Linked DNA regions of Pan troglodytes: region 2 is linked to region 1. The links are chromatin contacts, called in public HiChIP or PLAC-seq maps. All regions are on one chromosome and are shown on one strand. Each heading gives the region's core, a stretch centred on a gene start, on an enhancer-like site or on the middle of the called end of the contact. The rest is flanking DNA. Distances are from core to core; before and after follow the strand shown.

Region 1 (7,146 bases), core at 2,207-4,706:
GAGCAAAGAGCTTTTGTAGGACTGTGACTACTTGGCCAAGGTATCCAACTCTGATTCTTTAAGGCGTGTTGGGGGATAACTTCTCAACTGGGGCCTGACTGGATGGAAGGAGTGAAGGTGGGGAGGGCAGGGGCAGAAAAGACAGGAAAGAAAAAAAGGGTCAGTGAGCCTGGCCCTTAGACCTTGGAAAACTTTGTAGTCTTTGACCACAATTCCATCTCTGGCACTCAGAAAAAATAATAATCCTAAATAATAAAAAGTTTTATGTTCAAAAATAATTATACAGAACCACACAAAAAAGATATCCAACTTCTAGGGGGGGCAAATGTAACTACGGTAGGAATCATGATAGCTGACATTTATTAACCACTTATGATGTTCTAGGCACTGTGTTAAGAATTTGTCACCACCTATTTCATCAGACTCAAGAAGTGAAATAATTGCTAACATGTTATAACAAGTCATGGGTGGAGTCCAGATCTGAACCCAGTTCTGACAGCAAAGCCAACTGTCTTTAGCACCACAGTGTACTGTACTACAGAAACTGCACTGTACTACATAAAAAATGGCAACTGTGAAAACTACATAGCAATATGGGGAAAGATTATGATAAAGTATGCCTTGAATAAAGACTACAAAATTATACATAAAGAATGGCTGGGAGCGGTGGCTCACACCTGTAATCCCAGCACTTTGGGAGGCCGAGGCGGGCGGATCACCTGAGGTTAGGAGTCCGAGACCAGCCGGACCAACATGGAAAAACCCCATCTCTACTAAAAATACAAAATTAGCCGGGAGCAGTGGTACATGCCTGTAATCCCAGCTACTCGGGAGGCTGAAGCAGGAGAATCGCTTGAATCCGGGAGGCAGAGGTTGCCGTGAGCCGAGATCGCGCCATTGCACTCCAGCCTGGGCAACCAGAGTGAAACTCTGTCTCAAAAAAAAAAAGAAAAAAGAAAAAAAAAGAACAGTTACAAGCATGAACTCCCCCACCACCACCACACACACACACACACACACACACACACACACAGAGGCTGGCTGGGCGTATCAGGCTGGGTGTAATCAGGAAAGAGTAACTTTACAGTAATTTGAACAGGAAAATAATAATATAAACATGTATTAATTATAATAGGGGACTGTAGTCCCCTACAGTTATAAGGAACTGCCTAGTAAAAAGAAAAAAGAATGCTAAATAATACAAGAATAGCAGATATAAGTAGCCACTACCTCAAGGACTGAGACAGAGCACCTAAGAAAAGGTCCTAGATCCCCTTAGACCAGGGCAAGTTGGTGCAGAAGAAGTTGTGTACCGCAATAGCCTAGCATTGAATACAAATGCTGTTTAGAAAAATATGGGAAACATGGAGGTTTCATCCATACCAACTGACTTTGGACCCAACATCACACAGTGCCTGGTACAGATACCCAAGTGTTTTCTACATATATGTCTGAACACCCCAGATAGGAGATATTCTTTTAGGGCAAGGGTTATGTTTCATCCTCCTCCTATAGCCAACCCTATACTTGGTATACATAATGAGTTCAACAACAATTTACTTTTGAACAGAATATATGAACTCTGAGGGAAGACTCCTATTAATCTGTGCCTTTTTTCCATTAATTTTTATTCTATTTTTTCTACCGTAAAAACAAAAATAATGCTTATTAAAGAAAATGCAAAGGTTAAACAAAAGGAGAAAAATATCAGCCATATTCCTGCTACCCAGAAATAATCACTGTTAGTACTTTGGTGTATTTTTTCTACCAACAGTTTTTTTTTTCTTTAAACATAGATGTACAGACATCGTATCCTCCATGCAATTTCATATCCTGAATTTTTTTACTTATCATAAAAAAAGCATTTCTCCAACTCCTCATCAGCTCTTTATTTAAGAATTAATGGTGAATTATTCTCTATAGAAAATGTTTACATTGATGTTGAAACTACCTCAAATGCTAACTGCACAATCTCTTTCTGAAGATTTTAGGTAGTTTACTTAACCACTTCCCTTTTGGAACTCTGAGGTTCTATTTTATTTTTCCTATTATAAATAATTCCATAATGAACATCGCTGTACTTCATATTATCTCTGGTAGGCCTATTTCCGACGATGGCTGTCCCACGTGTGAAATTACCAGTTCAGATGCTACAAATGCGTTTATGGCCACTGAGCAAAACTTAAGATCACCAGCCACCTGCTTCTAAACATGGAAACTGGTAGCTTTCCCTTTTACAACAGGACACAAACCCGAAGCTCCTTCTATGCCCTCTAGTACTGACACTTGCTTACCTATCACCTAACACAGCCTTCCCTCTTCCCTGCCCATAAAACGCTGCCCAGCCCTACGTAATTACACGACCCTGGGCTGGTCCCATCGCCTTTCGGACCTCATCAGTCCCCATGCTGCGCAGTTGGAGAGTGGCATGACTGAAGTGCTGGACCAGAGCATAACCTACGGCCCTTCCTGGAGGGGAGGTGGTGCCCTGGGCGCCGAAACCAAGCGCAGGGTCTTGGCAAGGCGCAGTCGCTTCGCCGGTAGACCCGGGGACTCAAAGCAATAGAACTACAGCTTGGAGCTCTAGGGAGAGCCCAAGACACCGCAGCCCTTCCCCATCTAGATTCCGAGATTGGCCCCTGGGCCCCACTCCCAGCCTTCACTTCATCTCCCCTGAAGCCCTTTCTCTTGCCGGCGGCTCACCTAGTCCACCCTCCAGACCTCATTCGGACTTCCCATTCTTCCCAGTGGAGGGGTCGCCCAAACCCCTCGGGGTCTCCTTTCCCCCTCTCCTTTTCTTTCCGCGCCGTCCAAGCCAGTCCCACTCTCCACACTCTGGAAGGTATCGGCTACCCCCAATATTGCGACTACCTTGCAAGATCCCCCCATCACCTCCTCCGCATGTCTTTCCACGTATCTGTATGGGGTTGTCCCTCTGTCTTTCCCGCCATGACTGGCTTTCCGTCCTATTTCACCCACCCTTCCTCCCACGGATCCGCGAGTCCTCTGGCCCTGGCCCTTTCATTTTATTAGTCCGCCCCTCTCCTGATAGCACCTCCATCCTCTTTAGGTCCCCTCATATGCCGCTCCTCCAAGTCTGTCCCTCAGCGTCCCCGTCCGCGTCTCTACTGTCTGTCCCCGAATGTGTTCCTCTGTTCCCGGAGTCTGGCCCTCGGTCCAGCCAGGCCCCTGCTCACCATCCCTCCCCGGGGCCGGAGAGTCTGCGGCCCGGTTCCCGGTTCTCGCTGGGGTAACTCTTTCCTCTTCCACTTTCTCTACTTTGAACCCATCCCAGCAGAGTCCAGGAAGTAGCCTGGCGCCGGAGACTGGCGGCGGCGACGCCCAATGGGACGCGCCAGCGGCGGCGGCAGCCCCGCCCAGAGAGCAAATGAGACCAATGGTCGCGTGAAGGCGGGACTTCCGCTGTCCCGCGGAGGGCGGGGGGAGCGAACTGTTGTGGTGCGGAGCGTTCGGCGGGCGGCGGCCGGGCGGCCCAGGGGCTGCCGCGGGACTCGGGGCGCAGCCGAGTGGCTGCAGGGGTGGAGTGGGCTGGACGAGCCGCGGGGCCCGGGTGCCGCGGGTTCGAGGCCGGGCCCCGCGCGAGGAGGCCGCGCCACCCCGGGGGAGCTGCCCGGCAGCGAGTTTGCCCCGCTGCCGAAAGAAGGCGGGAGCCGGCGGGGGCCTTCGAAACCCCCTGGCAACCCAGGCCCGGAGTCCTTGGGGAGCGGCTGTTTCCTGGGACGCCCTCCCGGACACCCCCGCTGCAGGGTTACGGTTCTGGGCCCCCGGCAGAAGGCTCCTCCGGGTGACCCCCGGCGGGGCCCTGCGAGCCGCGGGAGCCGACCCCGGGGCCTCGAGCCGGGAGGAAGGGGGCTTCCGGAGGCGGAGGGCCGGGGGCCGAGGGAGCCGGGCCTCTCGGACGCGGGGCAGGGCAGCGCCCGGGCTGGAGACGGACTCTGGGACCCTCGGCTGCGGGGGTCTCAGCGACCTGCCCCGCGGCAAGCGCGGCCGCGGAGTGGCCTACCGGGGACCCTCCCCCAGAGGGACCGGCCCGGGGCGGGGAGATGAACGGCTTCAGCACGGAGGAGGACAGCCGCGAAGGGCCCCCCGCCGCCCCAGCTGCCGCCGCCCCGGGCTACGGCCAGAGCTGCTGCCTCATCGAGGACGGCGAGCGCTGCGTCCGGCCCGCGGGCAACGCCTCCTTCAGCAAGAGGGTCCAGAAGAGCATCTCGCAGAAGAAACTCAAGCTGGACATCGACAAGAGCGTGAGTCCGCCCCCGCTCGCGTCTGGGCCCCGGCGCCCCCAGCTCTCCGTCCGCTGCCCCGGGCTCCAGTCGGGACTCCCCGGGCACTCCCCGCCGTGGGCCTCGCCGCCCCGGCTCTGCAGAACTGAGTTGGACTCGGCATTTCAAAGGCCGCTCCAGCGCTGACATGCTCTGACTGTGATTCTACCCAGATCCGGGAGGATGGGGGCGGGGGCTTCAGGACTCCTGCTGCCTGGGAAGATTGGACAGCAGTTTCCAACTTGTTTTATTGGTTTAGACTTTAGAGCAGGGAGAGGTGGGTTAGTTTTGTTGGCCCTTGAAGGAGCAAGAATCGGAGCGGGGAGTGATGAAGATACCCGGCTCTTTTCCAACTTCTCTCTCCTTCTAGGAACCCTGTTATTCCTTCAGACAGAGAAAGGTGGCAGTTACTTCCCTGGCTCCCGCATCCTCGGTATCAGCAGACGGTCACCGAGCTAGCTGCTTCGCAGGCAGCTGTGGGAATGGGTTTTTCTAGGATGTGGCAGAAATAAGGCCAAGGCCAGGTCTTGGGAAATGGCTCTTGCAGTCGATGTGACTGGAGGGGGAAGAAAAGAAATCAATTTTCTTAGTGGTAGTTTCTTTTGAAATAAGGGGGTGGATATTTAAATTTAAATCGGATTGCCCTGCTCTTTGTGGCTTATTATAGGAAACTTCTCCCGTGTGACTTCACCACTTCTAGTTAACAATTCTGAAGCTGTGCCTATTGTCAACCAATTAAGAACTTTTTAGTTTGACATCTGTTGCTGCAAGCCTTAAGTGATTGCTTCATGATTAGGAATTGGAAATGAGTTAAGGGGATATTTAATATTCAGGTAGACTAGCTAAGAGCTTAGGTGGTTAACATCCATTCTCTTTTAGAATCAGAATTTCTCCACAGTTGGTGGAAATCAGAGACTGCTTGTTAAACTGAAAGGGAGTGCGCGTTTCCTCTCTGATTTTAGGGTTGAAACAGGCCCGGAGATAGGAAGTGAGGGTGTCAGGTACACACAGCACCTAAGAGGCTGGTTAATTTCTTAAAGATATTATCTAATTTACTTCCAAGCCCTATACATAAGTCTTCATTAAGTCTCTAATAAATAAAAAATCTCCCCTGTCCTTTTTCTTTTCTTTTTTTTTTTTCTTTTTCTTTTTTTTTTTTTTTTTTTTTTGAGACGGAGTCTCACTCTGTCACCCAGGCTGGAGTGCAGTGGCAAGATCTCGACTCACTGCAACCTCCGCCTCCCGGGTTGAAGCGATTCTCCTGCCTCAGCCTCCTGGATAGCTGGGATTACAGGCGTTTGCCGCCATGCCTGGCTGATTTTTGTATTTTTAGTGGAGATGGGGTTTCGCCATGTTGGACAGGCTGGTCTTGAACTCCTGACCTCAAATGATCCACCCGCCTAGGCCTCCCAAAGTTCTGGGATTACAGGCGTGAGCCACTGCGCCCAGCCCCTGTCCTTTCTTCAGACTCTTCCCTCCTACCCCCATTTTTAAGTTAATCATTATAATACAGTTGCAGCTCTTGCATGGACAGGTGCTATTTTTAAGTGGTTGGGAGAGAGTTAATGGCTTTCTTACTACAAATCTCTATCAATGAATGCATGAATGGAAATTATCTGAGAACAAACAAGGGTCTAGACACCAAGGTGATCCCTCGTTAGGTCACACGTTGAGGTGAAATGCTTATGGCAATGAATTCATCCACTTAGAAACACTGCCTACCTTCCGTGTAGGTTGTTAGAAGCTGCTTTACTTGAGCAGCTTATAATAATAATTTCCAGTCCTTAAAAGAATCTTCCAGTCCTTTTAGATCACTGGATGCCTTCCCATCTGAATGATTTTGCTGCTGCAACTGGGACTCCTTTTATTTACCCATTGACTGTACTGGAAAACCTGTGTTGAGCTATGCTGATCATTTCACACACACTGTCTAGAAGAAGGGCAGCCTGAGCCTAGCATTAGTGTTCCCAAAAGGTAATACTTCTGAGGGAGTAAGGTTTCCAGGTGGAATCACTCAAAATTTGTTTTAAGGTGGTGTTGTGGAGTCATTATTTCTGAAAGGGATTCTATTTCTTTCTCACAGGCTTGGGCAGGAATTCAATTCCAGGTAACTGCTATGTTACAAGAATTTTTAGCTATTGCAGAAAGTGAAGGAAAAAAAAAAACTAGAGCCTTTGCTACCACCCTCCTGCCCCAACCCCACTCCCAAAGGCCACTGAGCTCTGAAATTTCTGAAAACCAGTATGTACTTGAAAATGGTTAAGGAGAAAATGATTATTTGTCTTGTAAGAGAGTCTAGCAGAGAACCTTTTTAAATAACAACACCAAAAATTCAACTCAGGCTGTTTAACTCATTTTATATAGACTTTGGCAGTGTTCTGTGATCTGTTAAAATACTAATATACCTCCAGTTGACATATTTCTGCTTTTTTTTTTCTGGAGAAAAGTGGAAGTTGAGAATAGTATAAAGGAAAATGCTGGAGTAGGAAAAGACATGTACTGGGGGGGCAGAAGGCCTGGGTGACCTTGGCCAGGTCATTTCCTCACTCTGGATGGCTTCATTTTACCCATCTAGAAAACGGATTGGGGTCAATGGGATTGCACTAGTGATTGCTAAGTTCTCCTACAGCTAGGATTCCGTTATTCTATTGTCCTGATCTGAAATCTCCCAGCCAAAGCTTTAGGAAGCCACCTATTCTCCCTGTTCTCCTATGAAGTTTGTTACTGTGAACTTGAGGAGCAGTTGATCTGAGTGGACTCGCCAGTCTAGCTAACATGGAGGGCTAGCTTCCTCTCAGGGATGCAGAGTGTGCTTTGTTGTGCTTTCTTCCTGGAGAAAAGCATGTCCAGTAGTATATACATC
Region 2 (6,576 bases), core at 3,741-6,240, 410 kb after region 1:
TCACCCAGGCTGGAGTGCAGTGGCTCAACTATGGCTCACTGCAGTCTCAACCTTCTGGCCTCAAGTGATCCTCCCACCTCAGCCTCCCAAGTAATTGGACTACAGGCACACACCACCATGCCCCACTAATTAAAAAAAACATTTTTGGAGAGACAGAGTCTGGCTATGTTGCCCAGGCTGGTCTTGAACTCCTGACTCAAGCAATCCTCCTGCCTCAGTCTCCCAAATTGTTGGATTACAGGTATGATTCACTGTGCCTGGCCTCCTTCCTACTTTCTAATGCCAAGCATTACTGTCATGTGCAAACATTTATTGTTCACTTACTATGATGTACAGAAACTTTTTTTCCTATTTCCTATTGTCTCCATGTCCATATCTTTGCTTACGCTAATCCTCTCACCCGGAATTTCCTTCCTGTTCCTGTCAAGTATTGTGCCTCCAGTTCTTTTCTCTCTCTCTCTTTTTTTTTTTTTTAAGAGATGGGGTGTTGCTATGTTGTCCAACCTTGTCCCAAAATCTTGGCCTCAAGTGATCCTCCTGCCTCAGCCTCCCAAAGTGCTTTAGCCTCCCAAAGTGCTAAGATTACAGGTGTGAGCCATTGTGCCCGGCCTAATTCTTTTCTTCTTGAACTTTTTTAGTTTAAGTGGTCAACACTCCCTGGAGTAGCAGGTACTTTTTTTCCTACAATCATTTCATATAGGGTCTTTATGTATTTCCATGGCAGTAATAACTCTGGCACTAATAACACTGGTCTTCAGTAAATAGTTGATTGCTGAGCAAGCCTTATAGAGAAGAGCATCTCCTTAGTGAGAAGCTCTCCAGCCTTCCTGGGTTTTCTCTCCATCCTATCTTTTTTTCTTTTTTTTTGTTTGAAATGGAGTCTGGCTCTGTTGCCCAGGCTGGAGTGCAATGGCATGATCTTGGTCCATTGCAAACTCCACCTCCCAGGTTCAAGCGACTGTCTTGCCTCAGCCTCCTTAGTAGCTAGGATTACAGGCACCTGCCATCATGCCCGGCTAATTTTTGTATTTTTAGTAAAGACGGGGTTTCACCATGTTGGCCAGGGTGGTTTTGAACTCCTGACCTCAGGTGATCCACCTTCCTCGGCCTCCCAAAGTGCTGGGATTACAGGCGTGAGCCACCACGCCTGGCCAGCTGTGTGGTTCTTAAGGGGTCCCATTCATTTTATAACGAGTGTTTCTCAATTTTGTTTATTTATTAATTTTTTTGAGATGGAGTCTCTCTCTGTCACCAGGTTGGAGCGCGGTGGCGTGATCTTGGCTTACTGCAACCTCTACCTCCCGGGTTCAAGCAATTCTCCTGCCTCAGCCTCCCGAGTAGCTGGGATTACAGGTGTGTGCCACCACACCCAGCTAATTTTTTTGAATTTTTAGTAGAGCAGGGGTTTCACCATGTTGGCCAGCATGGTCTCGATCTTCTGACCTCGTGATCTGCCCGCCTTGGCCTCCCAAAGTGCTGGGATTACAGGCGTGAGCCACCGCGCCTGGCCTTCTCAATTTTCTTAAACTTATACTCTCCTGCTGGGCGTGGTGGCTCAGGCCTGTAATCCCAGCACTTTGGGAGGCCAAGGCGGGCAGATCACCTGAGGTCAGCAGTTCGAGACCAGCCTGACCAACATGGAGAAACTGTCTCTATTAAAAATACAAAATCAGCCGGGTGTGGTGGTGCATGCCGGTAATCCCAGCTACTCGGAGGCTGAGGCAGGAGAATCGCTTGAACCCAGGAGGCAGAGGTTGCGGTGAGCCGAGATCGCGCTATTGCACTCCAGCCTGGGCAACAAGAGCGATACTCCGTCTCAAAAAAAATGAAAAACAACAACAACAACAACAAAAAAAAACAAAAACGTATACCCTCCCAAATGAGATTTGTTCGAACCTGACTTTCTATCGTTTGCAGCTCAAAAACAACAGGGGCCAGGAGCAGCGGCATGCACCTGTAATCCCAGGCACTCAGGAGGCTGAGTGAGGAGGATTACTTGAGGCTGGGTGCCCAGGGATTCAAGACCAGCCTGGATAACGTGGCAAGACCCTCATCTCAAAAAGCAATAGAGTTTTCTTCTCAAATATGAAATGATATAACTGAATATATTCTTTTCCAACTACCCTCTCATTCATTAGGGGCTTCCTTCCGACTGGGAAGCAGTGACTTCTGGAAAATTATTCTAATTTTGCGATATCCATGAGTACAGCATCATATCCAATGTTCAAAACGTTAACACTCTAGGCTGGGTGCGGTGGCTCAGGCCTGTAATCCCAGCACTTTGGGAGGCCAAGGCGGGAGGATGACGAGGTCAGGAGATCGAGAACATCCTGGCCAACACATTGAAACCCTTTCTCTACTAAAAGAAAATACAAAAAATTAGCCGGGCGTGATGGCGGGCGCCTGTAGTCCCAGGTACTAGGGAGGCTGAGGCAGGAGAAAGGCGTGAACTCGGGAGCCGGAGCTTGCAGTGAGCCAAGATTGCGCCACTGCACTCCAGCCTGGGCGACAGAGCGAGACTCTGTCTCAAAAAAAAAAGAGTAACACTCTAACTTCTCCTAAAATAAAATCCATCTGTTTGCTTTATATCTATTTTCAATAATTTGAGAAACGAACACCCAGTTCTGGGTGAGGGGTGGTAGTGGGGCTGGACATGGTGTTTCCTGTTTGTTTTAGCGCACACCAGGCCCAGTGCCACAGGAAAAAACAAAATTCCAAGAAAGGATTGGGGAGGCCGCTTTTCATGTGACTACTGCCTGCCTGTCAGCGCTAGCCTCTTCTGACTCTAAATTACAAGTGGAAGAAAGCACGTTAGAAACCCACAGAACTGGCCGGGCGCGGTGGTTCACGCCTGTAATCCCAGCACTTTAGGAGGCCGAGGCAGGCGGACCACGAGGTCAGGAGATCGAGACTATCCTGGCTAACACGGTGAAACCCCGTCTCTACTAAAAAAAGAGAAAAAAATTAGCCGGGCATGGTGGCGGGCACCTGTAGTCCCAGCTACTCGGGAGGCTGAGGCAGGAGAATGGCATGAACCCGGGAGGCGGAGCTTGCAGTGAGCCAAGATTGCGCCACTGCACTCCAGCCTGGGCGACAGAGCAAGACTCTGTCTCAAAAAAAAAAAAAAAAAAAAAAAAAAACCCATAGAACTGACTGGTGGATGGGGCACTTGCCTGCCTTCTTTATCAGTGTATCCCTCAACGGAATCACTGTTTATTTATTTTTTTATTTTTTGAGAGGGAGTCTTGCTGTGTCGCCCAGGCTGGAGTGCAGTGGCACGATCTAGGCTCACTGTAACCTCCGCCTCCTGGATTCAAGCAATTCTCCCTGCCTCAGCCTCCGGAGTAGCTGGGATTACAGGTGCCCTCCACCACGCCCAGCTAATTTTTGTATTATTTAGTAGAGACAGGGTTTTGCCATGTTGGCCAGGCTGGTGTTGAACTCCTGACCTCAGGTGATCCGCCTGCCTTGGCCTCCCCAAGTGCTGGGATTACAGGCTCAGTGAGCCACCAATCCCGGCCCCAAATCGACTGTTTTAGGGAGAGCAAAGTGAGACATGCCATTTATTGAACGCTCTTTTATATCTTCCTCGGTGCGGGGTGTTTTTCCAATTATTAACTATTTAATCTTCACGAGCTCAGGACAGCCATTCGTAACCTAATTTTGCAGATAAGGAGCTAGACACTCATTTGGGGGGGGAGAAGAGGAGGACTGGAGTTCAGAAAGTGCATTTGATGCTCTTATCCTGGAGGCTGGAGCTAGTTCACCTCCCTGGAGAATAGCTTTTGGGAATCCCGTTTGAAATTGCCGCTCAAGGCCAGCTCGGCATCCAGCCTAGGAATTGGAGGATTTTGGAGAATCCCCTTAGGGGGAAATGTTTAAAAGTGCAAAGTGAATAGTAGAAGCCCCTCTCCTCGTCACTAGGGGTACATTTGCCGTTTTCTTATCAACAGCCTCTCAAGTACAAGCATCTGGGACAAGAACTAGAACCGTGCTTGGGGCAGCCCCCACGTCCTCTCGGGAACAGGGGTGGAGCGCTGGCGGGAGTGGTTGAGGGCGGCCCGCCGCCGACACTGTGTGCAGGAAGCCGGCGCTTTGTCTGCTCTCCCACCGCGGAGAACACGAGGCGGAGGCGCGCCCCAGCTGGCCACACGCTGCCCAGGGCCGGCGTCGGTCAAGAGCCCTCTCTTCAAGCAGGATTAAGAGGGAACCAAGGGGCTGGCAGAGGGGCCTCAGAAGCTCCTGGGCGAGGCCTGAGCCCGTGGGTCTCGACACTAAAATCTGGCGAGCTCCCTGCGCGTCCGCAAAGATTTTGGAGCTCTGAAGAGCCCGGCGACGCCTGCGCTGGCCAGGCGCCGTGCCCACGGGAGGCGCCGTCCTCTTTGTAACTCGAGCAGACCCTGGCGGGCCAGTTGCTATGGCAATGTTCCTCGCTCTGCTCGGTGAGGCCGGGAGGTAGGCGGGCCTTGGCGGACGTCACCCACATTCGGCTTTGGGGAGCCGCCCCACCCCCAACAATTGTTTGCCAGAAAGGAACCGTAAGATAGATGCTTTGTTAAGTGAGACATCTACGGGGCCATGTTAGAACAGAAAGTCGCGACAACCTCTTTCTCCGTCAGCCTCTTCACAAATCCCTTCGTGCCAACGATTTTAACGGTCCTTCAAAGCCAGGAGGAGGGGGCGTGGTAATTCGAGGGGTTTGTTCGAAGGGCCACGCCCTTTCCTCGGCCTTTGGATTTTTCCAGGCCGCGCCCACGGCGGGGGGGTGGGGGGGCGCTAGTTCTAGACCACGCCCCTTCCTTGTTCGCTCGGAAAGAGGACCAAAATGGAGGAGTAAGAATCATGATTAAATTGAGCGAGCGCAACTAATCACGCGAAGAGGGCCGCAGGCGGGCCGTCTTCCGCAAGCGTGCTTCCAGGCCTCCACTCCCCACCTATTCGGCGGTGCCCTGTTACTTCTGCGCCTGCGCGCTGCTTCCCGCGACCTCACAGGCAGAGCGAACACGCACGGAGTCGCAGGGGCGCGCAAAGGGGGAGGAGCGGGCGGGACCAGGCGCGCGCGCGCGTCTGGAGTGACTAGAGAGCAGGCGAGTCGGGCGGATCGGGTGGGTAGAGTGGTGCCGTCCGGTTGTTTGGTGGGAGGCACGTAAGACCGCTCTGGGCACGGGGGCGCTCACCTCACTGGCTCGTTCGGTTCTAGGAGCAGATCCGGGGTAGAGGGAAAAGAGCTCCGGGCCAGGGGCTGCCGTCGCCGCCGTCGGGGAGTCAGCCCGCCAGCCCGCCAGCTCGTCAGCCAGCCAGCCAGCGCTTCGCGGGCCCTGTCGGTCCCGGTAAGCGGGCCTGCGCTTACCGGAAAGAGGAGCGTAAGATGAAAGAGTGTGAGAGACCATTGGGGGTCTGTAGGGGGAAGGGGAGTGGGGGCGTGTGTAAGGGGCAGGGTGTGTGAGGAGGAGAGGAACCCCAGCAAAGAGTAGTAATAATAATGGCCACCGTCACACGATAATATTCGAGTAATATGTGCGGGGACTTTACAAAGCATCTCATATGCTTCATTTTAACTTCTACTCCAATCCTCCGAGGTGCGTACTGTTATCAAACCCATTTTACAAGATAGGAAAACCGAGGCACGAAATAGATTAAGTGGCTTATGCAAGGACACACGACTACTACGTGGCCTGGCCTGGCTTTGAACTTAGTTATCTTAGTCCTAAGGCCCGTAATTTTAACTTTGCTTTACCAAACAAACAAAAACAGAAGAAGAATGGCGTGTCAGAAGGAGGAGGACTGAGTGTGATTTGAAGTGGAAGGATGATGATAAACGAGAAGAGAATGATGATGGGAGACGGAGTAGTGGGGAGGAGGACCTGAATTTGGAATCTTGCGGGCCTCCCCCTTCTAAATCGCCGCCTCTTCCTTAGTTCTTGCGGCCCCATAACTTTTTCTTGGTGTTCTATGGCTTTACGAATGGAGGAGCCAACTGGGCCTGGGCCATTCGGGTGGTTTTAAGAAGTTTGAACTGCGGTTCAATCCAGGGCAGTGCCTTGAGACACTGTTTGGAGGTAAGGGAGGGTCAGAGGATCCTCTTAAACGCTGCTGCTATTTATTTCTTCAAACGTGCCACTTCCTTTTCTATCATATCTATGCACGGCAAAGCCTTTGTTCAGTCCTCTAGAATAAGGAAGTGATGTCTATTGTTTCCTTGTACACTTGGGCTTAAACGAACAAAATCAGACTCAACGTTTCTTTTCCCGAGCAAGGCCTTGATTGCTTGCAGAGAAAACTTTCCTGTGGCTTTATCATTAGTTGCCCTTCAGAGCTTTCCTGTGTAAATAAGGAGCTATGTTTTGGAGAAGTTTACACCGTAGATGAACGGGAGCGATCTGAACGTACTGCACTGCAGGTCAACACAGAGCAGGGACTTCAGTAATTCATAGGTGTGAGTGTGTTTGTGAAAACCTTTCCTTCTTGCACAGTTTTCTGTGTAGCTCATGTGGGAGTCAAGTTTTTAAGTCAGCCCGTGAGGCAAACATTGTATGTAATAAAAATTAATCCTTAAAAATTCCTAGGAAGGTGCAA

Evidence for each region. HiChIP or PLAC-seq counts read pairs in DNA pulled down with a chosen protein or histone mark.
Region 2: a contact with region 1 is called in an H3K4me3 HiChIP or PLAC-seq map of stem cell-derived excitatory neurons, with 2.5 times the contacts expected there. The contact joins the promoter of CNOT8 here to the promoter of SAP30L in region 1. A contact is called at or near these places in 1 of 7 Hi-C or Micro-C datasets (stem cell-derived neural progenitor cells) and 1 of 1 datasets of contacts at active chromatin or transcription factors (stem cell-derived excitatory neurons).

Annotation. Positions count from the first base shown.
Region 1 is chr4:152,135,712-152,142,857 of NHGRI_mPanTro3-v2.0_pri, forward strand. It overlaps SAP30L (SAP30 like), which reads left to right and starts at 3,457. Exons shown (of 4, transcript XM_518049.8): 1 at 3,457-4,265. The coding sequence starts at 4,065. It overlaps LOC134810120 (a long non-coding RNA gene), which reads right to left and starts at 3,373. Exons shown (of 3, transcript XR_010157382.1): 1 at 3,198-3,373; 2 at 812-930.
Region 2 is chr4:152,548,837-152,555,412 of NHGRI_mPanTro3-v2.0_pri, forward strand. It overlaps CNOT8 (CCR4-NOT transcription complex subunit 8), which reads left to right and starts at 4,991. Exons shown (of 8, transcript NM_001246536.1): 1 at 4,991-5,087; 2 at 5,201-5,330. FAXDC2 (fatty acid hydroxylase domain containing 2) reads right to left here and starts at 4,687. Exons shown (of 11, transcript XR_010157389.1): 1 at 4,605-4,687.